7 separate regions of the Mus musculus genome follow, and all the other regions are linked to region 5. The links are chromatin contacts, called in public ChIA-PET, HiChIP or PLAC-seq and promoter capture Hi-C maps. All regions are on one chromosome and are shown on one strand. Each heading gives the region's core, a stretch centred on a gene start, on an enhancer-like site or on the middle of the called end of the contact. The rest is flanking DNA. Distances are from core to core; before and after follow the strand shown. Region 1 overlaps Gm32302 (a long non-coding RNA gene). Region 2 holds the start of B3gnt7 (UDP-GlcNAc:betaGal beta-1,3-N-acetylglucosaminyltransferase 7). Region 3 overlaps Armc9 (armadillo repeat containing 9). Region 4 holds the start of Itm2c (integral membrane protein 2C). Region 5 holds the start of Psmd1 (proteasome (prosome, macropain) 26S subunit, non-ATPase, 1). Region 6 overlaps Cab39 (calcium binding protein 39). Region 7 overlaps Cab39 (calcium binding protein 39).

Region 1 (2,700 bases), core at 143-2,642, 150 kb after region 5:
CTCCAAACAGAATCCCATGCTGCCTGTAAAACGGACAAGGCATGGTCTGAAAATCCCGTTTCGTTAGGGTTCCTACTGCTGTGATAAACACTACAACCAAGTTCAACTTGGGGGCAGGGCGGCTTATTTCAGCTTACAACTATAGTCTAGCCCACCATGAAGGGAAGTCCAGGGAGGATTCAAGGCAGGTCTTAGTCAGTGTTCTTTTGCTGTGAAGAGACACCATGATCATGGCAGCTCTGGTAAAGCAAAGCATTAACTGGGGCTGGCTTATATTTTCAAAGGTTTAATCCATTATCACAGCAGGGCTCACCGCAGCACACAGTCAGGCATAGTGCTAGAGAAGTAGCTGGGTGTTCTACATCTAGATCTGTAGGCAGCAGAAAGAAAGAGACTCTGGGCTCAGGATGGGCTTTTTGAAACCTCAAAGTGCTCTCCCTCTCCTGCAAGTGACACACTTTCTCCAAGATGGCCACACCTCCTAAATCCTTCTAATCCTTTCAAATAGTGCCACTCCCCAGTGACTAAGTTTTCAAAACTGAGAGCCAGTAGGGGCCTTTCTTATTCAAACTACCACAAGGAAGGAACCTGAAGGTACCACCTGAAGCAGAGACTTCGGAGAAACACTGCTTACTGGTTTGCTCCCTATGGCTTGCTCACTTTGCTTTCTTATACAACCCAGGACCACAATAAGCTGCCTCACCCCTCACATCAATCTTTAATCATGAAAATGCCCTGCAGACTTGCCTACAAGTCAGTCCTTTGGAAGCGTTTGATGAAGATCCTCTCTTTCCAGATGTTTCTAGGTTTGCGTCACGTTAACAGAAACCAAGCAACATTATTGTATATAGCATGGAATAGCTTAGGACAGGGCCCCCAGCCCGGTTTTACACAGTCCTCACTTTATCATATATAAAGGAAACCTGAGATAGTCTGCAGGAAACCATAAAGTTGGCCTGGCCTGGCTGCCTCGGGACAGTCATGCGTCATAGGTTTTTCTGATAAGAATCTGTGGCCCCTGGGGCACAGTGTGCCTGCCAGTTCCTGAGAGAGAGATCAGTGCACTTCCTCAGGCGGTGAAGCGTCTAGGCTTCCTTGTGTTTCCCTATATGTTCCCTTGGAAGTCAAGGAAGCATAGAGGCTTGATATTGATAGGTCAGTTGGTCTTAGACATTAATCTTGTGTACACTGTATAGCTTGCAGACATCATTGTATCCAGGTAACTACAACAGTACTGATCCTGGCAGCTGCCATCATAGTCTGTCTCTAATGAAGATATAAAAAGTCTGACGGGCTCTCAATAAAATTGTCACAGCCTCAGTTGTGCTGTGACCCCTTCAGCCTGGCCTGATTCAATTCCTCGGGGCCATAATCAGGTGACCTTGGCCCAATAAGTGAGTGCAGGCACTTTAAGTGAACAGGCTCAGATCAGTGCTGGAGAGAGTTTGAGGACAGGGGATGTCCCCTCAGCAGAAGGCTTTATATATGGCAAATTTAACTTGCGCTTTTTGGGGAACTATTTGGAATTTCTGGATTTGGATCCAGAATATGGATATGAATCCCTAGATATGGATAGCTATTTTACCATCCCTGGTTAACACAAAGGGAAACTGAGACGTAGAGGGAGCTCACAAATTGTTCAATTATCTAAAGATGGGTCCAGATGTTTGGCCTCTGTCAGTACACACATGGTGTTACGCCCCTGAAAAAAAAACCAAATAAACAAACAAACAAACAAACAAAAAACCCAGAGCTTATGTCCTACCTTCTTGAACCTGGAATGGGTCCCAAACTGCTTTATCCAGCAGATGTCAGAGAAGTGGTGTGAGGCTGGGCTTCAGCACTTACTCACTTACTGGGCACAGTGGTTCACACTTGTAATGCCAGCACTTGGGAAGCTGAGACAAAAGGATGGCACCAAGTTCCAGGTTAGCCAGGGCTACGGAGTGAGATACCCAAAATATGGAAGAAAGGAAGGGAGGGAGGGAGGAAAGTAGGTAGGTGGAGGAGATAAGTAGAAAACTTGACAGCTCCTGCTTTTTCATTTTGGAAGGCGCCATTTTGGAGGGAAGCCACAGCAGTAGGGTGGAAAGCCCATCTAGATGAGGACTGAGACTTCCAGACTCACATGGAGCTTTTTAGAAGATTTCTTTTGCTACCCTAAAGATGACCTAGCCAGTGACTTACAAAGACAGTCATTCCCACCTAGCTGTGCGAACTGCGACATCCTGAGCGCCGTGGCCAGGTTTGCACAGCTGGCTTTGTGTTCCTCATATGACGCCTGGGGGAAGTACGAAGAGCAGTGCAACTCAGGAGTGTTGAGAAGCACACACCATGCCAAGACTCTGCAGGGATGCTCTCCTGCTCCCAGCTTCCCACTCCCTATGTCACTGCCACTTTCTTCCTCAGAGCCCTGGCTCCTAAGGATCAAGATGGGACAGTTTAGCTTCTGGTGACAGGCTAGATCCTTTGTCTCCCAGATGGGAGATTGGAGCTGCCAATCTTACCTTAGCTCCAGCCTTCCCAGGTGGCTGGAGTCTGTGGCTAATGCCCCAGGAATGGAGGGATGTCATGGTGGGCAGCAGGGGCAGCGAAGAGCCTAGGGTATTATTGTCTATGTCCACCCTTCTGACTTTTGTTTTGTTTTGCTTATTGTTTTTGTTTTTTCGAGACAGGGTTTCTCTGTATAACTCTGGCTGT
Region 2 (2,906 bases), core at 231-2,730, 240 kb before region 5:
ATACATATGTGGACAGCAGTATCACTTTGAACCAGTCACTCTAAGGGAAAAAGACAGTATCCTTGTTGCAGCTTTTGGGGAGTCTCCTTGTGGGCTGCAGTGGGGAGTGGGTTAGCAGCCCCCACTGACTCAACAGAAGCGAGCCTTTCTTGCTCTAATTGGGAAGTCTCGAAGGGAAGTGGACAGATCCCATCACGACTCCTTATCCTTACCTTTATATTCTACACAAAGCAATGAGGTGCCTAGCCCTTCAGTCCTGGGGACGAAAACCCACTTTCCGGGGCCCCTACCTGGTCAAGTAAGCCCAGCACACCCTTTTCAGAGGCAGAAATCCTAGCTCTTCTCAGGAATGATCCTGCCTGTGCCCCCTTCCCCAAGAACCTTCCCTCCTTAGCTCACACTGGGAGACTCATGACTTTCCAGGACTGGGCCAGCAGAGAGATGGTTCTCACCTCCAAGTCTGGGAGGTACAAGAGCCAGGGGCCCACGAAGCACGTAGTAGATAACGCCAGGTTTTAAGCCTGCGGAGGCGCAGGGTGAGTGAATGTTAAGTCCTCCTACCCACATTCATCGAGCTTTCCTCAAGAGCCCCATGACTTCCTGGTTACCAGGTTGGATGGAGAAAGACAGAAATGACTGGAGGCGCGCTGCTGGGAATGGAAGTAAGAGAATTCTGAACCCAGTACTCCAGTCCTCAGGGTTCTAAAGAAGCTCCACGTCGTAGCTCCGGAGTCCGGGTAAGAACCAGCCTCAGGGCCCTGGCTCGCACATACCAATCCACTCCATTAGTAAGAGCAAAGCCGGGGAAGGAGAAGGGTCGAGGCGGTCCGGAGAAGAGGCCACAGGAGGGAAGAGGGACCGGAGGGGTCGGGTGTGTGTGTGTCTGCTAGTGAAACCCCAAGGCTAGAGAGACGTTGCATACAGGCTGCCGGAGTCGTGGCCGCAGAGCCAAGCGTGCGCCTCGCATCTCCCACATCCCATCTGCCGCTCCGGCGGCGCGCCCTGCTCCGCATCTCCCGCCACCCTCGCTGCCCGGGGAAACTGGGGTCGGCCTCAGGACACCTAGCGTGCATCCCTTGCAGTCTGCGGCCCCGGGAGGAGGTGAAGCTCGGAGGTACTCTGCGCCCCACCGGGACCCCGACTCACCACAGAGACATGGCGGCCCGGTCCAGGGCAGCTGAGCGGGGCGCACGGATCACAGCTCTGAGCGCCGCGGCTGGGGACAGCGGGACGAGGCCGAGCCGCACCCCCGCTGAGACTTTCTTTTTTTCCCTGCGGCTGGAGGAGGGGCCTCAGGGGCGGTGGCCCAGGTAGGTTAACCCTTTGTGCCCCGGCTCACTGTGGGGACAGCAACTCCGTTCAGCCCTGGCCACCTCAGAGGCACGCCCCACGGGAACGCGAAGGGAAGAGCCAGAATCTCAGAGACCTTGAAGATCGCCAACATCCTGAGGCGGCGACTTCCCCGCTGCTGGGCCTTCACGGGGTCGCCCGCCTCGCCTCCTTCGGGACACGTGGGGACGTCGGACACCGCCCACCTCCACGCCCACCCGGCGCCTAGCGGCCTGGTTGCTTCCTTCTGGAGTAGCCCTGGGTGTGTAGAGTGGAGGGAGGTGGATAAAGGCTGTTTCCCTAAAGTTACCTTATCTCTGCCCTGTCTACTTTTCTTCTTCCCGGGCTCGCTTAGGCCTGGGCGGCGATCTCAAGAGAAGATGATGCTGGGTTGCCTGTGTTAGACCCCCAGCCAGCTCAGGTCAATCCAGCTCTGGGTTTCCCACTCTTTCTGCATTACCACCCCCCAGTGAGAAGGCTTATTATCCTCTGCAAAAAGTCCATTCTTTTGCTAGCGTGTTCGCATGTGCTTTTAATCCCAGTTGGTGGATTTCTGCGAGTTTAAGGCCAGCCTGGTCTACATGGTGAGTTCCCGGCCAGCAAGGTCTCCCTAATGAGACTCTTGTCTCAAAACAAACAAAAACCTCCTTCTTGTATTGCCAACAAATCCTTCACTTAACCGCACCCCCACTTTTTTTTTTTTTTTGTCTCCAGGTTTTTATTATTCTGCGGTGTGAGCACCATTTTCTCTTGGGAGTGGGCTACACACCACAATCACAGTACAGGGAGGGAGGGGACACCTTGATGCCTCCTCTGGGTGACTTGGGAACATTTCTGGTAGATAAGGCTGCTTACTGGTCCTTCTGTCATCCAGATGTCTGGGGGTCTGGGGTCGCTTCAGAAATACCCACAGGACTTTTTACATTCCAGCACTTCCTATCTGTCAAGCCTGGTTCTAGGTCCCCGGCATCAGTGGCTCACTTGGTTCTGGAGACGTGTGCTATGGTTTGTTCCTATCTTACCAGGAGTTAGAGTCAGGGACACACACCCTTAGATGAAGTCACAACCTTACTATTCAAACCCAGGAGGTCTGCCTGGCTCAGGAGGTGGTCCCTGAGTCCCGGCTCAGGCATTTCTATCAGATAGTAGGACTGGGGAACTCAATACCTTTCTGCAATGCTGTTCCTCTCCCAGGGAATACAGGGAGACAGAAAGTCCCAGGGAGTCCTAAGGGTGAAGATTACTTTTGTCCTTCCCTTAGCGATCCTTAGGCTCGGGTGTGTGCTTAAACAAATAGTGGAATTTTCTGGAATTTGTAAGCTCCAGTCGGAAATGATGAAGGGCCTTCAGATGAAAAATTCAGAGGAGAATCCTGGGACAATGCCCCTTTTAAGTCCTCAAGAAGCCCTGGCCTGAAGTGTAAGTCTCACAGGCCTGGCTGCCTGCCCCTAGGAGTCACTGCAGTCCCACTAGTCCCAGGTCACACCGGTCCTCAGTCTTCAGTCCTGGTTGTCTTAGCTTGGTACTGGCTACCTATCCCTGTCTCTGCTATTTCACCCAGGATATTGTGGTTTGTT
Region 3 (2,837 bases), core at 69-2,568, 150 kb before region 5:
TTTCTGGCTCTGAGTTTTCAAGCCATGGTCAAGTGGCTCCTTTAGTTTGGGCCTAAAGGGCAGTAATGTCACAGTAGGGTGTGCATGGTGTGCGTATGACTCAGGAGGTTCAGGACACACAGAGAACAGACAGACAGGTGAGGAAGAGGGCACCACACCCTGGATGGCAGGTCCCCAGGAGCTAATTCCCTGAACTAGGTCCAATTCTTAGGATGGGCTTTATCAAAAATATTCTTAAATAATCAATGGGTCAAAGAAGGAATCACAAATAAAACTAGAAAATTCTTAAGAGACAAATACACCAAACCACTGTAGATGCTGTGCTCAGAGGGAAACACAGCTGTAACTGTTCAGATATAAAGACCCCAAGTCCATGAAACTTTATACTGTAGGAACCAGAAAACAAGAAAGTATATCAAGTCAATGCTAGCAGAAGGAAGGAAATTAAAATCAGAAAGAGATAGAGAAAATGGAAACACAATGGAGAAAACTAACAAAACAAAAAAACTGGCTCTCAGAATAGATGAACAAGACTGATGAAGCCATTAGCATGACACACCAAGAAGAGAGATGCCTCACATTATCTAATGGGACATCACTACAGAACCTACAGAAACAAAAAAGGTCACAGGAAATGATAGGAGCAACAACATCTGAGCCAATTACATAATTTAGGATGGAATGGAAAAAAATTCTAAAAAACACAAATTACAGAGCTGTCTTAAGAAATATAAAAGCCCCCCAAAATTCTTTAAAAAAAGAAGGAAATTTGTACAAGATCAAAACATAAAGGGACACAATGACACACAGCTGCAGACTCAGCAGCTAGGAGGCAGAAGGCAAAGAAATGACAGTTCAAAGTCACCTTCAGGTAATTACAAAGTTCAAGGCCAGCCTGGACACCATGAGATCCTGTCTAAAAGAAAAAAAAAAAAATTAATCTGAAGAAATCTGTTGTAATTAACTCCCTCCCCTCCCAGAAAACAAAACCCATACACCTTCACCTGGCAAGCAAGAGCCCATATAAATAAAAGCTCCAGCAAATGAGATGCTTATGCTTTCTCTAGCACATCTTCAAGTCCACCTCATTGTGACAGACACATCAGCTTGCTGCACGGCTGACTCAGAAGGACTTCCAAAGAATATTAACAAAGGGAAAGGCCACACTGTACATACACGCACATCTGTATGTTTACATTAGATCTTGATCTGCAAATGAATGATCACCAAAACATACACAGAGGAACATATGTATGTGTGTGCCTATGTATGTTTCTGAGAACGCCCATATACACCTGGGCAACAGCACGCTTTCCTGGCGGGGGCTGGTGGAGCATCAAGCACACGCTCATTAGCCCTGTCCTCACTGTGTGCCTGCCTTCAGCCCACTGTACTTCCTCTCCACCCAGCTTCTGTCTTCCAGGATTCTCCAACCTGCCCTCCCACTATAGCTCTTTCCATTTCCTTCCCCTTCATGGACCTGTGACTGCTTGTTTATTTTCTACTACCTGCCGTCTATCATGGGTCTGATTAGAGGCCCCCAGGGCATGCTCTGTCACTTCTCGGTGACTTAGGTAAGAATCCTAGCTCTACTGCTCACGTACTAGCTTCATGAACTTGGAGTGACCTTTTCCTGCGTGTCTGCTCATGTGTGAGAATGGAACAATGATGGCCACAGGGCAGAACACAGGCAGGAGCTTGAGACAGGCGCTGGAGCAGAAGCTGCCATGTGATGATGCTGTCCTGTAGTAACTTCCGGCTCAGGATCATCTCCATCTCCTCTGTGGAGGGATCGTAAGCCACAGATCTACCACACATATTCTCATGGAATCTTTTTTTAATCCCTCTGTATTTCCTAGAACATGATTACTTCAAGGTCCTTAAATATTTGTTCACTACATAAAGAGGGAACATAAGACGGAAGGAAACTGTGGGTTATTTACACAGATCCCACAAGTAAATGTGCGTGGCTGATTGCCCCTGGCACTAAAACCTAGTTTGCTAAGAGGAAGAAAGTATTTGTTTTAAAATCAATCTTCTCAAGTCCTGCAGGAAGACATTTACTTCCATTTAAAGCCATGTGTAAGTCCACCTGAGCATGTACTGAGGAAACCTCCTTGGGAGTGAAGACATTAGAACCAGGCTTCTGGCCCTTGAGATCTGCCAGCCCTTGAATAACATTATGCCCATGTTAATCGTAAAAATAAAGCGCAGGAGACCACACACTTCTCCATGCACTAGATGGGAGCACCTGAACCTTGCCCAGCCACTGCTTGGCATTGCCCACTCTCCTGAATGCATGTCCAAGCTGATCTAATGCTGCTTTTAGTTCTCTGGAGAGGTAAATGGGGCTGGAACCTTAGGGGCCAAAAGAATCTAAGAAGCAAGTTATTCCCACCCCGCACCGCTCTCTTTTTCCACATGGTCTTAAGCACTCTAGGCCACCACTAAACTCACTATGTTACTGGGGTGCATGGCGTCTGCGTCTGCCTCTGCCTCCTGAGGGCTGTGATTACAGGTGCACAGCACCAAGCAATGTTTAGCTTCTGTGGTGCTGAGTACTGAGCCAGAGTCTCTGTGTAAGGTAATCAAACCATCGTAGACACAGGCCCAGGCCCTAGGATGCAATTTAGAAGACAGTGAGAACTGGGTGTGGTAGCACACTAATCCCTGGACTCAGGAGGCAGAGGCAGGCAGATCTCAGTGAGTTGGAGGCTGGCCTGGTCTAGGGATGTAGATGAACCCTTTCTGCCTTTATAGAAGAAAAAGGAGGAGGAAGAAGAGGAGGAGGAAAATGAGAACAGTGGGCCGAGGTCTTCCTCTCTCTACCTGTATCT
Region 4 (2,848 bases), core at 265-2,764, 170 kb after region 5:
CCCTCTCCACCTAGGCTTCAGACACCCTTCAACCCCCCCCACCTGGTTGGCCAATGAATTCTTGTTGGTGTCTGAATTGCTCGGTGCTGTAGTGACTAGAACAGAGCTGCCTGAGTCCCTGGCATCACCGTTTCTGCTCAGACTGGCCCACTGCATGACCCCCTCTTCCAGATCATTCCCCACGAGTTCCTCATATATGCCCAGGCAAAGGCAGAATCAGAGCTTCAAAACTTGATCCGGGAGGAGGAAGTGGAAGGGGCTTTTTTAGGTTCGGTCTGGATCGAAAGGCCCGGCTTGGTGCGCCCCAGGACCGCTGGGGGGCGTGTGACAGTGGCCATGAAAACACCCTTACTGAAGCAAAATGAAACTCGGCTGGGTCCGCTTTTCCGTCACCAGTCCTTCCAGTCAGTGACTGCCACGAGTCCTCCCCGACACACTCCACATAGCATAGTTTTCCATGGCGGAAATGACCTGGATCCCCTCAGCCAGGGGAAGGCGGGGCACACCAAGGCCAGTCCACACAAAGCCAACTGAGTGACTATAGGGATGTCTAGGGCACTGGGGCAGTAAGGAGCCCACTCAGCAGATGGTAACAACGTAGCTGGAAGCCAGAGAAGGAGCTAAGAAGTAGGGCCCGCAGGTGTGAAATGGGAGAAGGCTCATCACTGACTTAGGTCTGCCAGTTCCAACAGTAACCTCCACCCACCACAGACCCCATTTGAGGACCAAAACAATGGCACCTCCCTTTCGTTACTAACCAGAGATTCCCCAACCAAATTCCCCAACCAATCAGGCCTCATCACCTCCCCCCTTCCCGGCCCCGCTTTGGGGGAAACTACGTTCAACCCTCCTCCCCTCCCCCACTCGGGGACTGGCTTCCCGGCCCCTGCCCCTTGATTGGAACCAGACGCAAACCTTCACCAACATTCCCCAAACTTTCATGGGTCCGCCACCTTCCCTTATCTTGGAACTTCGCGCCCAGAAGCCCCCACTTTTGGAAAAGACCCTGTGTGCGTTCCCACTTAAGGACCAGTTCTGCTTTCGACTACCGCTGTGGGGAAGGTCCTGAGACCCTTTCCCAGATGCGGATGGAGCAGCCTTTTCAGACCTCTCATCCCGCTTCCGCTCGTGACTCTGAGGTACCGCTGGTCGTGGCGGCCACTGGGGAATGCCTAGGTCCCTCGATGACCCCCCACCCCCGCCCCGCCCCCATCTGAGACCCGGAGCCTCTCACCCTCGCCGGCGTCAGCAGGATCTCCGCGGCCGGGGCAGATGCCGAGGCCGGACCAGACGCCGCTGCTTTGTCCGCTTTATCAGCCTTGATGCCCGCTACCGCGGGCTGGAAACTGATCTTCACCATGGCTGCGTTGACCTGCGCCTGCTCCCTGCAGCCCCTGCCAGTGCAACCTCGATCGCAATGCCTGCTTCTTGCTGCGCCGCAGGCACCGGAAGTTTGGATGGCTCCGGAGTCCTCGCCTCTGTCCCCGCCCCGAACGCGTCCCGCCCCGCCTTCCAAGGAAGGACCTGACGCCTGCGCCGAACTGCACCGGGCAGCACTGTAGCTGAAGAATGCTGAGATTTCCTTCCACCTCTTGCTTATATTCATTCATTCAGTCGTCGCGCAAGAGCTTGGACCCCTTCCTTCTCCCTGCCCATGACTAGCATCCTCACATGTAGTTTAACACGACGTTGCCTGGCAACGTGCTTCTAACAAACTGCATCTCCCTCCTCCTCGATATCTTTGATTATGTTGAGAGAAGACGCAGAGTAACTAACTGTTCTAAGCTTTCCTCCTCCAACATGTGTTAGGCTGGAAAGGGGCATCAACTCCAGACGCCTAACTGCTTGCCTCTATCCTGAATTCTAAATCCATCCCCACCGCCTTCATTCTCCACCATGCATCTTTCTCTATCCTTCATCCTGCAAAACCTTCAGGGAGTGGAGGTGGGTAACTTGAGGTGCATAAGACCTACAATACCTTGCAGGAGTGGAATCGTGACTGGAAAATATGACAAGAATTACGGGGGGCTGGGCCAGAGGTTTTGGGTTCCAGTCAGGACTCTGCTCCTGCAGTGTATCACCGGGTATTAGGAAGAAGCCAAGATTTATGTTGCAGGGCCATCTCTTGACAACAAAGTCCTAGATCTCTCCTCGCTGTTCCCAATCCAGGCTGTGATAGCACCGAGCCTGCCGTGCTTGGCGTCAGTTCTACAAAGGTGCTGGTAATGGGGGCCGAGCATTCTGCTGGCGTATTGAGGACAGTCCAGTAGGCTCTGCTGCCCTCTCCTACCTGTCACGGCTTGGACAGAGTTGCCTTAGGCACTAGACCATTGTATCTCGGTTTAGATCTTGTATGAACCAGGCAGTCCAGGAGATACATAGCTTAAGGCAGTAGAATATAAATGGTAAAATGTATAATGGTAAAAGATGTAAATGGTGCGAAGGCCACTGGCACTGCAGGAATTGAGAGAATAGAGAGATGCATTACATGCAGGAAAGGCAAATCCATTACCAGAGTAGATGCTTACTTTGGTAAGGACTAAGCACTACCCTTTCTATGAAAGAAGCGGTCCAATGTAGGTGACCTGCCACCAGGGTGCTGGCTGGCCAACTCAGGGAATGGTGGCCAGTGACGGTCACTGCTGGTGTGGCAGATCTGGCACTCAGCTGCAGCTGTTACCAGATCACTTCAATGAGTGGAAGTCCATATTGCCAGTCCAGGTATAGTTTCCATCTCTATCGGCATGGCCGCTTGTTCATAGGCCCATTGGACAATGACAGGGATGGCTGGGGAAAGAGGCTGACTGTCCACAGAACGGGCCATCTGTCTACTGGAATACTGGACTCC
Region 5 (3,012 bases), core at 405-2,904:
TACAAGAACTCTTAAGTAGGAGAGAGGCCGAACAAAAAGTATAGCATGTTTACGATGTAATGGGAATGAGAAATGCTACACAAAGTTCCCAAAGCAAATTTGGAACTAGAGGAATGAGCTTAGACAAAGTATTGGGGAAAAAAAAAGAAAAGTCTTGAGGCTCATAGCCTAGGCAAGAGACAAAGGTGGCCTGGACCACATTCCAAATGAGGTGGCTATCTCTGCGTCCACCCTAACAGTATTCTATTAAGCACCCACACAACTATGATCAGTGAAGCCACCACTTTGAAGACCAGTGGTAATGGCGGGGCCTAAGCCTATTCTTACAAGTGGCAAAAAATCTAGTATTTTCCTCCAGAGCTAATTGGAAAAAAGAAAAGAAAATGCTTCTTTTGATGGGAACTAAAATTCATTGCAATCATCTGTCTCTATCAGGACAAAAGTCTAACTTCAAGTCCAAACACTTCTTCACGTGTTTAAAAATAACCAGCACAGAGTGTAGTAGTACACTACACATTTTTAATCCTAGTATTTAGGAAGCAGGGGCAGGAGATCTCTGTGAGTTTGAGGTCAGCTTGGTCTACACAGTGAGTTCGAGGACAGCTAGAGCTACACAGTGAGACCCTCCCCACCGTACAGCATACTGTCTACTGAGAACCCGTTTGTTCAAAATCAAATACTTGTAGAACAAGTACAGAATAGGAATAACAACCAAGCAAGGGTACGCAAGCAGCCAGGGCTGAGAAAGCATCGAGACTGGGAACAGCTATACGCAGTTCAAGTCTGTAGTGGGCTTGAAAAATCTCCATGTAGAAGTTCATCTCCCTCCACACCTTCCCATTTCAAAAGCCATTACAAGTATCTACCATACAAGTGTGCGAAACCTGCTTTGCAGTCCTGAGGATCTAAACACACACAGTAAGGTGGCTCTCCAGTCAATGCTGCCTTCACTGAACGAGGTTCTTAGGTGAATACGGTAGCACCAAAAACCCAGCCACCTCAAACCTAATTTCGGACTTCCAGGAGAAGATATCTCATGCACAAGCCAGAAGCACTTAGTGTAGCAGTTAGGCTGCCAGGCCAGGACCTGCTATAAGATGCTTACGATGACACCGGGGCCCATCCCAAACCGAAACACCTGCGGGGAAGGATTGGGGGGTCACTCGACCAAGAAGCGGACAGAGAATAAAGGTCCAGCGACCGCCTAGGAGCCCGGTCTGGTCCTGGAACGGGGGTGTGGCTGGAGAGGGACGGCCGGGTGGCTACCTGGTCCTATTCCTACGAACCCCAGGGGCCTGCAGTGACCTGGCCAGTTTCCCAGCCCTCGATCCCCGAGGTGGGCCTCGGGCAGAGGGGCCTCGCAGGCCGGCGCTCGACCCGGAGGTGCCCAGTCACCCGCCCTGACTCAGCTAAACGCCGGCGCGGCGGCGGCTCCTCACTGGGGCGCCTGCTCCCGGCAGCACTCACCGGCTGAAGTGATCATGGCTGCGCCCTGCACTCGCCGATCCACTCGTCCACAGTCCTGGCCAAGCCCTGGATCTGTCAGCTCAGGGCCCGCTTGCTCTACCGCACCTCCAGGGTCCCGGGTGCGCTGCTCAGTCAGTCCCCTCCACAGGCCGCCGGCTCGCTTCTAGCCGAGGACCCCGCCCGCCCTAGGGCTGCCCGCATCTCCGCCTGAGGCTTGGCTCAAATTCACCGCCACGCTGTGTCTTTTATGCAGCTTCCGCCTCTCGAGATCATGCAACAAGGTAAAAAAACATGTCGTTGTTTTTTATAACTCTCCGTGAAGTCAGAGATCTGGCCGGCTGCGAACGGACATTCATTTCTAGTTGCAATCAGGCTTCAAAATAGACACCCTTGCAAAGAGAGGCCCACTCATCACCCGCCATTGCTAAGAGAATGAGTGTTAGGGGAGGTATAAGCATTGCTCGCAGCGCCACCTAAGGCTATGGAGGTCTCACTGCAATAATGCCCACCAACCCAAGACTACAGGGAAGTATTTTCTTAGAAAAGCGACTGAGGCAGAAGGATCTTGAATTCGAGGCCAGCCTGGGCTATAAAAGATCTGCTATCAAAGTAGGGGAAGGTGGTGGTGGGATAATGCTGGAAAGGCGACTTGGTCGCTTAAGTGGTTGCCATAAAAGCATGAAGACCTGAAGTTGAGTTAGGATTCCCAGTGGCCGGTGTAAACCCAGTGCTGGGGGAGGTGAAGGCAGGTGGATATCTGGGGCTTGCTGGCCGGCCTGTGTAGCCGGTTGGTGAGCTCCTGGTCTAGTAAGAGACTCTTGTTTCCAAAAAATAAAGTGGCTGGGTGTTGTGGTTCACACCTTAATCACAGCACTCAAGAAGCAGAGGAAAAGGCAGGAAGATCTCTGTGGATTTAAGGCCAGCCTGGCCTACAAGTGGGTTCCAGGACAGCCAGAGCTACAAAGTAAGACCTTGAGGAGTGTGGGGGTAGGGAAGGAAGAGTGGGAGAGCAATTGAGGAAGACACCCAATGTCAACCTCCGGCCTACTTGCGTATATGTGTATATATGTGTATATACATATACATGTGTATATGTTTGACACAAACTTGCCTCCATGCCTGTGTCTTTCGTACAGCCTCATCCAGCGAAGGCCCCCCTCCCCCCAAATATGAACATACACAAAAATAGACTGTCCAGGTGTCAAACATGGTGGTACACCCCTTGGGAGGCAATGGTAGGCAGATCTCTGTGAGTTCCAGGCCAGCCTCATCTCCATAGTGAATTCTAGTGAAGGAGGAGTCAATTGTGAGACCCTGTCTTAAAAAGGCTGGGTTGGTGGCAGTTCGGAGAGTTGCCTTTAGTGGTTAAGCTTCCAGAGAACCCAAGTACAATTCTGAGCACCCACATCGAGTAGCTCACAACTACTTGTAACTCCAGCTCCAGGGGGTTTGATGCTCTCTTTTGGCCTCCACAGGTACCTATACTCATGGGCACATAGACACACACAAATAAGTAATAAATACCTCTTTAAAAATAGAAAGCCT
Region 6 (2,700 bases), core at 112-2,611, 250 kb after region 5:
AACATATATATACTTATACTAAGTAAATAAATAAAATTTCTTTATAAGTCAATCTGAAAAGCTTTGACAGCTTTCTTATTCACATGCTAGACTTCTCAAACTGTTACAATGCAAAGAATTCATATAACTTGAGATTGGAAATTATGGTTACATATTACAAATTATTATTTATATGCAATTATAATACATAACTGACTGCTTTCTCTAACTTTTAAAATTAATATGGATTTACCATTTTAGTCCTATCTCAAATGATTCATAGATATATTAAAGAATTAAAAGCTACAGTTATAATTTTAGAACCAATTTCAAAACGTGAATTTCAACGATTTACAAACAGTATATGTAATTTAATAAGAAATAATTTAATAAGTATAACTTAATAAGAAAAGTTAACCAATTTTCACATTTAAAAATGAAAAACAGGGTTGATAGATGGATGGCCCAGCAGTTAAGAGCACTTGCTGTTCCTGCAGATTGTCCAGGTTTAATTCCCAGTACCCATACCTTGGCTCACAACGGACTCTAACTCCAGCTCTGGGAGTTTTGACACTCTCGCTTAGTGTCGAGAGACACCAGACTCCCAAACAGTACATACACATATTGTAGGCAAAATACTTGTACACATAAAATAAAAAAGTATGACAAACTGGGCCAATGAGATGTCTCAGTGGGTAAATACGTATGCCAACAAGCCTGACAGTGCAATCCATAGAACCCAGAGAGTAGAAGAACTCACTCTGGCAAGTTGTCCTCTGACCTTGACATGTGCAAAGTGAGACATACATACACATATAATAAACCAGAACAGAAATAGTTTTTTTTTTTTTTTAATAATGAAAAAGTATCAGTCTTCAAGAAACTACGAGGGTAAACTTTACTTGCTCTGCCACAAGGCTGTGCAAACACAGTCCATATGATTATGAACAAACACCATGGTCTCACCCACATTTTTGTAAATAAGAAAAGCAAATAGCCAACCCTGCCCTTTAGAAAGCAAATTCCTGAAGAAGAACGCAATATTCAAGCTTGTAACTGTAAACAGAAGAGAAAAACCTGACACAAATCTCAAGTATGGCCAGACAAAGGTACCTTTTGGAAAATTCCCTTTAGGGTGAAAAACTAATGATGTGTTAGAAATTTGGTGGCTTTAAAAAATTATATTTGTAAAAGTAATTTCTAAATTTGCCCTTAGTTATTACTCTGATAAAGAACTATATTTTGAAAAAAATTTAAACTCACAGCTTTAAATGTCTACAGAATCAGATATATAAACCTGGGAAATCACTCTCCTTCAAGGTCTGGCATTACTATTTTTGTTCTGGCCAAACGCCCACAAAAGCACAAACAGACTGCAGAGCCAGTCCAAGCTGCACCACCATAGTTGGAGATTTGCAGGTTTGTTTTCTTTGTAACTGCCCAAAGGCTGTCAAATAGTAGTATTTAGTGTAAATAAACTTTTTTCAGCAGAAATATTTGGAGGCAGACTGCACAACTGCATGGCACTTCAGACTGCGGGTCCTGTAGAAGAGCAGTTCCCAACCTTCCTAACACTGCACACCTCTAATACAGTTCCTCATGCTGTGATGGCCCCAACCATATAAAGTTATTTTGTTGTTCCTTCATAACTATAGTTTTACTACTAGATAATATAAGTATCTGATATGCAGGATATCCTGATATGCAACCCTCAAAGGGGTCGTGACCCATAGTGAGAACCACTGATGTAGAACATTCTATGAAAGATGACCTTTCTTCTACCCAGAAACCATAGCCTTTCTAGCCTCTTTGTCAACACATTAACTGGCTTATGAAGGCTTGGTCTTAGGTTGAGAAAAGAGCTCTCAATGAAACAATGAGGCTAAATAGTGTTTAACATCAGGGAAGCAACTAGACTGCAGCTGTCAACTAGCTGGCAGGATCATACAGAAAGTGGCTGCATGTGCTTTTAGAGGGAATGAAGATTCCCACCACATACCAACAACTCAGCTCATGGATCTAAAAAGATGAGATCATGATTTGAAGTAGATTATAAAGATAGGTACACACAGAACAGACTTAAAATCTATCCTAATGAAAACCTCATCAATACCAAGTTCAGAGGACAGGCAAGGCACACTGTATGCTAGAGGCATGCAGGCAGGCATCAAGGAGATGATGCTCCCTGAACTGGCCCTTAGACACTGATAATTTTGAAGGGAAAACCAGAAGATGTATTACAATTGGCTAAGAGCTGTATGCACAGTCTAAAGTCTGATATGGAAACAAATTATTTTGTAATTTTTTTTTCAAGTTCTGTGGGTAAGAAAGTATGGAGTGGAAAGGAAGGCAAAAGTTGAGAAGCCCAAGTGCTGTTACAGAATGGCCACATGCCTTTTTTTATTGCTCAAAGAACATTCCACTCACTCCTGATGTGTTGATAGCACAATACAGTCAAACAGGAAAATCTGCCTTTTCATCTGAAATCTGTATCTAAAATGAGGAAGCAATTGCTTTTTATAGCCACGGGAGCACAGCAGCTGAGAGACACCCCAACCAGGAAGAGCTACTTACATTGAAAACTTTCGGTCCTCTACACATTTTCCACATAGAACTTAATGTTTCCTTCACTATTTCCAAAGTGGAATGCTACCAAGTGACTACAGAGGCTGAATCCCCGAGCGTGCACACAAAGGAACAATTCAACCACACAGATATCAC
Region 7 (2,700 bases), core at 115-2,614, 230 kb after region 5:
TTAAAAGGTGGCTCACAGTGCTTTTTATAGAGTGCCACCTTCCAGGTCAGGCAGGAATCGTATGAACTGAGTAAGGTGTCAGAAAGCAAAGAAGCCATCACAGACCAATTGGGCTCTGCCAAAAGAACAAAGGAGCACACAATGGCCTGAGGTGGGACAACTTAAATATAGAAAAGTAAAGTTTACAATGGGCTAAACCAGCTTTGTGTTGGTTTATATACTGGCGGTCAACCTGACAGGATGAGGATCATCTAAGAGGCAAGCTCCCCAGCACACCTGTGAGGAACAATCTAGCCTAGGTAGCCTCAGCATGCTCGTTAAGGTGAGAAGGCAAGGTCGCCTCAACAATGATACCATCACCCCACGGGCTACAACTACTGTCATGGACAAAACAGAAAGGAAAAGTGAGCGGAGAACTGACTACCAGCACTCCTGACCAGCCCGTCCACCCTGACCCCCTCACCCACCCTCCAACTGAGTACAAAGTTAACCCTTCCTTCCTTGGACTGCTTTTGTCAGGACTATTGCAGGAAAAGTAACTAATATAACATCCAATATAGATTTTGAGTTAACGATGATGCTCAAACAATATATTCGCTCCTTATTCAAGTTAGTGGGCTAGAACACCAATGCACTAAAGCACGGCGCTGGCTTTCACCAGACTGTAGCTGTGAAAAGCCTGTGCAGTGCATACACGGCAGATGCATGAGGAACACGGGGAGCGCGGGGAGCAGCCTCGCCGAGCTGTGTGCAGGGAGAGAGGAGGAGCCTCAGAAAGCAGGAAAGATGCAAGGCTAATGGCTGAGGTGGGGTTGTGGGTAGGGCAGGCTTGCTGTCTCAGGTCCCAAGCCAAGCTTCATTCTAGGCCTTTCCTTCTTACCTCCTCGGCCAAGGACTCTGCTCACCAGCCCAGAGAGTTTTATGCTTTCTCTCTCAAAAATCTTATTTCAGCTTCCAGTGACAGCACATGCTTTTAATACTTTGTTCAAAAATTAGGGGTAGGTAGATCTTTTAAGTTCAAGACCAGCAGGGGTTACACAATGAGAATACAAAGGTTTTTGTTGTTGTTGTTTTTAATTCTATACATTGTTTAAAAATTATTTACATCAAAGCTACCATGAAGTAATAGGAAGTGTTAACGTTTAGATTTCAATAAACCTTTGGTTTCTATAACAAAGGAAATTCTGGTCAGTATCACACTGTTCTAAGAACAGTCAGATTTCAGACTATTCATATAGCATATTTTCCACAGGGACACTGGACCGATACAACAGTAACGGGTGAAGAAGCAACACAGATGGGTAGGAACAGAGAGGAGGAAGTAGGAGGAGCTGGCATGTGACATGTCACTGACTCATGCTTTGTCTAAACAAGTCTGAACTTGGGGGAAGTGTTAAACCATAGATACAAACCAAGTGAGGTAATGTGTAGGGAGCAAGGTCGTTCACAGCAGCAGTCAGTCACTGCAGTGGGCAAACATGCTTGCCCACTGGTTTAGCAAACACTGCCGATGCTGGAATGAGCTCAAGGGGTACCAGACAATAGTAGTGTGGAATTGACCAACTACCTACCCTGCCAGCCAGGTAGGCTCAGTGCTCAGAACGAAGAGGGTCTTTTCACTTTTGTTAGTTTAGATCTAAGTTTTGATTTTGTTTCTGAAATGGACAACTACCCAAATCAAATGCCTACTTAGCCTAGGAATAACTCCAGAAAGATGTGTAGTGACCTAGCAGCACATGTGCTCCTGAGTGAGGGTGAGCAGCATGCATGCCCCCACCCCCCAGCACCCCAAGAAGGCTTTCACTGCTGTGTGAGGTGTGAGGTGAGCTGAGGTGCAGAGGAGGCATCTCTGGACTCAACTTGGCTGGGATTTCAATGGACTTCAATGGTTTCTATCTCACAGAATACAAGTATGGCCACACTGGCTCTATTTCTTTCCTTCAGTTGTATTTGATTTGTGAACTTAAGGGCTCATAACTCACCCAATTTTAAGCTTGCATTCACAGGGTATTTTTGTGTTAGTCTAGCTTACAGGCCAAGACTTTAATGGGCAGTATATTCAAGATCTACGTAAAAGTGAGCTAAAACTACAGAGAATATCTTCCCATTTACCGACCTGGTTATCTTGTCCCACCCAAACAAACTTTTCTTTTTCTTTTCAGCTAAGAATATAAACTTTATCACATTGTACATACCCTTTCAATAACATGAACAAAATATTCTGTTGGGTGCAGATGTATTCAACAGTAGGAGTTCTTGTACCAATTTGTCTTCTGAGAATATTGTTGAAAATTTGAGCCACGTCTTTTTTGCCCTATTAGGAATACAATCATTAAAATATTTACCTGTCTAAGTATGAAAATGTCCATCCACCCTCAATATAAAGTCAAAGAGCCACTGTGTATTAGTTATGACTGGATATCTGACTTTACAACATTTGTAGACATTAAATTTCTAATTTTATCTATTTGTAATGACAAATTCTTAAATTTAACAGTGTGCAATTTTAATACAATTTTATCAACAAAGTGAAATCTCATTATAATCCACAAGTAATTTCAACCATCTCTAACTCTCAGAAGCATGCTGATTTGATTATGGGAAGCAGATGTTGGTAGCACACTTCCAATCTATAGGGATTTGAACCTTACAGAAGCGGATACTTCTGTTGTGAACAGTACAGTGTACACTTTTACAGAA

What was found. Promoter capture Hi-C pulls out the DNA fragments that hold promoters and counts their contacts. ChIA-PET counts read pairs in DNA pulled down with a chosen protein or histone mark. HiChIP or PLAC-seq counts read pairs in DNA pulled down with a chosen protein or histone mark.
Region 1: a promoter capture Hi-C map of the HPC-7 cell line shows a contact between it and region 5. The contact joins the enhancer-like site here to the promoter of Psmd1 in region 5. A contact is called at or near these places in 11 of 39 promoter capture datasets (3T3-L1-derived adipocytes, the C10 cell line, the HPC-7 cell line and 7 more), 3 of 484 Hi-C or Micro-C datasets (cortical glia, cortical neurons and liver), 10 of 115 datasets of contacts at active chromatin or transcription factors (the 230-238 cell line, bone marrow-derived macrophages, differentiating embryonic stem cells and 5 more) and 2 of 9 other capture datasets (liver and pancreatic islet).
Region 2: a contact with region 5 is called in an H3K27ac HiChIP or PLAC-seq map of embryonic stem cells, with 34 read pairs. The contact joins the promoter of B3gnt7 here to the promoter of Psmd1 in region 5. A contact is called at or near these places in 2 of 39 promoter capture datasets (the HPC-7 cell line and embryonic stem cells), 1 of 15 datasets of contacts at CTCF or cohesin (embryonic stem cells), 6 of 484 Hi-C or Micro-C datasets (all in embryonic stem cells), 12 of 115 datasets of contacts at active chromatin or transcription factors (the 230-238 cell line, bone marrow-derived macrophages, embryonic stem cells and 4 more) and 2 of 9 other capture datasets (adipose tissue and liver).
Region 3: an H3K4me3 HiChIP or PLAC-seq map of bone marrow-derived macrophages shows a contact between it and region 5, with 2.5 times the contacts expected there. The contact joins the enhancer-like site here to the promoter of Psmd1 in region 5. A contact is called at or near these places in 2 of 39 promoter capture datasets (the C10 cell line and embryonic stem cells), 5 of 115 datasets of contacts at active chromatin or transcription factors (the HPC-7 cell line, bone marrow-derived macrophages, embryonic stem cells and 1 more) and 3 of 9 other capture datasets (adipose tissue, liver and pancreatic islet).
Region 4: an H3K4me3 HiChIP or PLAC-seq map of embryonic stem cells shows a contact between it and region 5, with 25 read pairs. The contact joins the promoter of Itm2c here to the promoter of Psmd1 in region 5. A contact is called at or near these places in 18 of 39 promoter capture datasets (the 3T3-L1 cell line, 3T3-L1-derived adipocytes, the C10 cell line and 12 more), 13 of 484 Hi-C or Micro-C datasets (B cells, CD4 T cells, CD8 T cells and 9 more), 22 of 115 datasets of contacts at active chromatin or transcription factors (CD8 T cells, the SCID.adh cell line, astrocytes and 16 more) and 4 of 9 other capture datasets (adipose tissue, liver, macrophages and 1 more).
Region 6: an HNF4G HiChIP or PLAC-seq map of pancreatic cancer cells shows a contact between it and region 5. The contact joins the enhancer-like site here to the promoter of Psmd1 in region 5. A contact is called at or near these places in 1 of 39 promoter capture datasets (cranial neural crest) and 3 of 115 datasets of contacts at active chromatin or transcription factors (bone marrow-derived macrophages, memory CD8 T cells and pancreatic cancer cells).
Region 7: an RNA polymerase II ChIA-PET map of memory CD8 T cells shows a contact between it and region 5, with 129 read pairs. The contact joins the enhancer-like site here to the promoter of Psmd1 in region 5. A contact is called at or near these places in 7 of 39 promoter capture datasets (3T3-L1-derived adipocytes, the C10 cell line, the HPC-7 cell line and 3 more), 2 of 484 Hi-C or Micro-C datasets (CD4 T cells and nephron progenitors), 4 of 115 datasets of contacts at active chromatin or transcription factors (effector CD8 T cells, memory CD8 T cells, neural progenitor cells and 1 more) and 2 of 9 other capture datasets (adipose tissue and liver).

What each region holds. Positions count from the first base shown.
Region 1 is chr1:85,918,128-85,920,827 of GRCm38.p6, reverse strand. It overlaps Gm32302 (a long non-coding RNA gene), which reads right to left. Exons shown (of 4, transcript XR_387208.2): 3 at 1,766-1,898; 4 at 1-23. The region is part of intron 2 of Gm51745 (a long non-coding RNA gene); the gene reads left to right. Among named protein-coding and RNA genes, the nearest start is that of Gm32302, 4.7 kb to the right of the region's middle. Within about 2 kb of position 1,392, at least 24 of the 459 cell types and tissues checked have an H3K27ac peak or open chromatin away from gene starts, as enhancers often do. A contact at or near this core is called in the HPC-7 cell line, where this site is marked.
Region 2 is chr1:86,301,795-86,304,700 of GRCm38.p6, reverse strand. B3gnt7 (UDP-GlcNAc:betaGal beta-1,3-N-acetylglucosaminyltransferase 7) reads right to left here and starts at 1,480. Exons shown (of 2, transcript NM_145222.2): 1 at 1,147-1,480. The coding sequence starts at 1,157. Gm28626 (predicted gene 28626) reads left to right here and starts at 641. Exons shown (of 2, transcript NR_151592.1): 1 at 641-737; 2 at 1,083-1,638.
Region 3 is chr1:86,216,927-86,219,763 of GRCm38.p6, reverse strand. All of the region lies in intron 19 of Armc9 (armadillo repeat containing 9), which reads right to left. Among named protein-coding and RNA genes, the nearest start is that of Gm46098, 38 kb to the left of the region's middle. Within about 2 kb of position 1,318, at least 33 of the 459 cell types and tissues checked have an H3K27ac peak or open chromatin away from gene starts, as enhancers often do. A contact at or near this core is called in the HPC-7 cell line and bone marrow-derived macrophages, where this site is marked.
Region 4 is chr1:85,893,176-85,896,023 of GRCm38.p6, reverse strand. It overlaps Itm2c (integral membrane protein 2C), which reads right to left and starts at 1,514. Exons shown (of 6, transcript NM_022417.3): 1 at 1,235-1,514. The coding sequence starts at 1,360.
Region 5 is chr1:86,063,261-86,066,272 of GRCm38.p6, reverse strand. It overlaps Psmd1 (proteasome (prosome, macropain) 26S subunit, non-ATPase, 1), which reads right to left and starts at 1,654. Exons shown (of 25, transcript NM_027357.2): 1 at 1,468-1,654. The coding sequence starts at 1,483.
Region 6 is chr1:85,809,227-85,811,926 of GRCm38.p6, reverse strand. The region is part of intron 1 of Cab39 (calcium binding protein 39); the gene reads right to left. Among named protein-coding and RNA genes, the nearest start is that of Cab39, 17 kb to the right of the region's middle. Within about 2 kb of position 1,361, at least 40 of the 459 cell types and tissues checked have an H3K27ac peak or open chromatin away from gene starts, as enhancers often do. A contact at or near this core is called in bone marrow-derived macrophages and pancreatic cancer cells, where this site is marked.
Region 7 is chr1:85,836,900-85,839,599 of GRCm38.p6, reverse strand. Cab39 (calcium binding protein 39) reads right to left here. Exons shown (of 9, transcript NM_133781.5): 4 at 2,196-2,314. Among named protein-coding and RNA genes, the nearest start is that of Cab39, 45 kb to the right of the region's middle. Within about 2 kb of position 1,364, at least 174 of the 459 cell types and tissues checked have an H3K27ac peak or open chromatin away from gene starts, as enhancers often do. A contact at or near this core is called in the HPC-7 cell line, adipose tissue, effector CD8 T cells and 4 more, where this site is marked.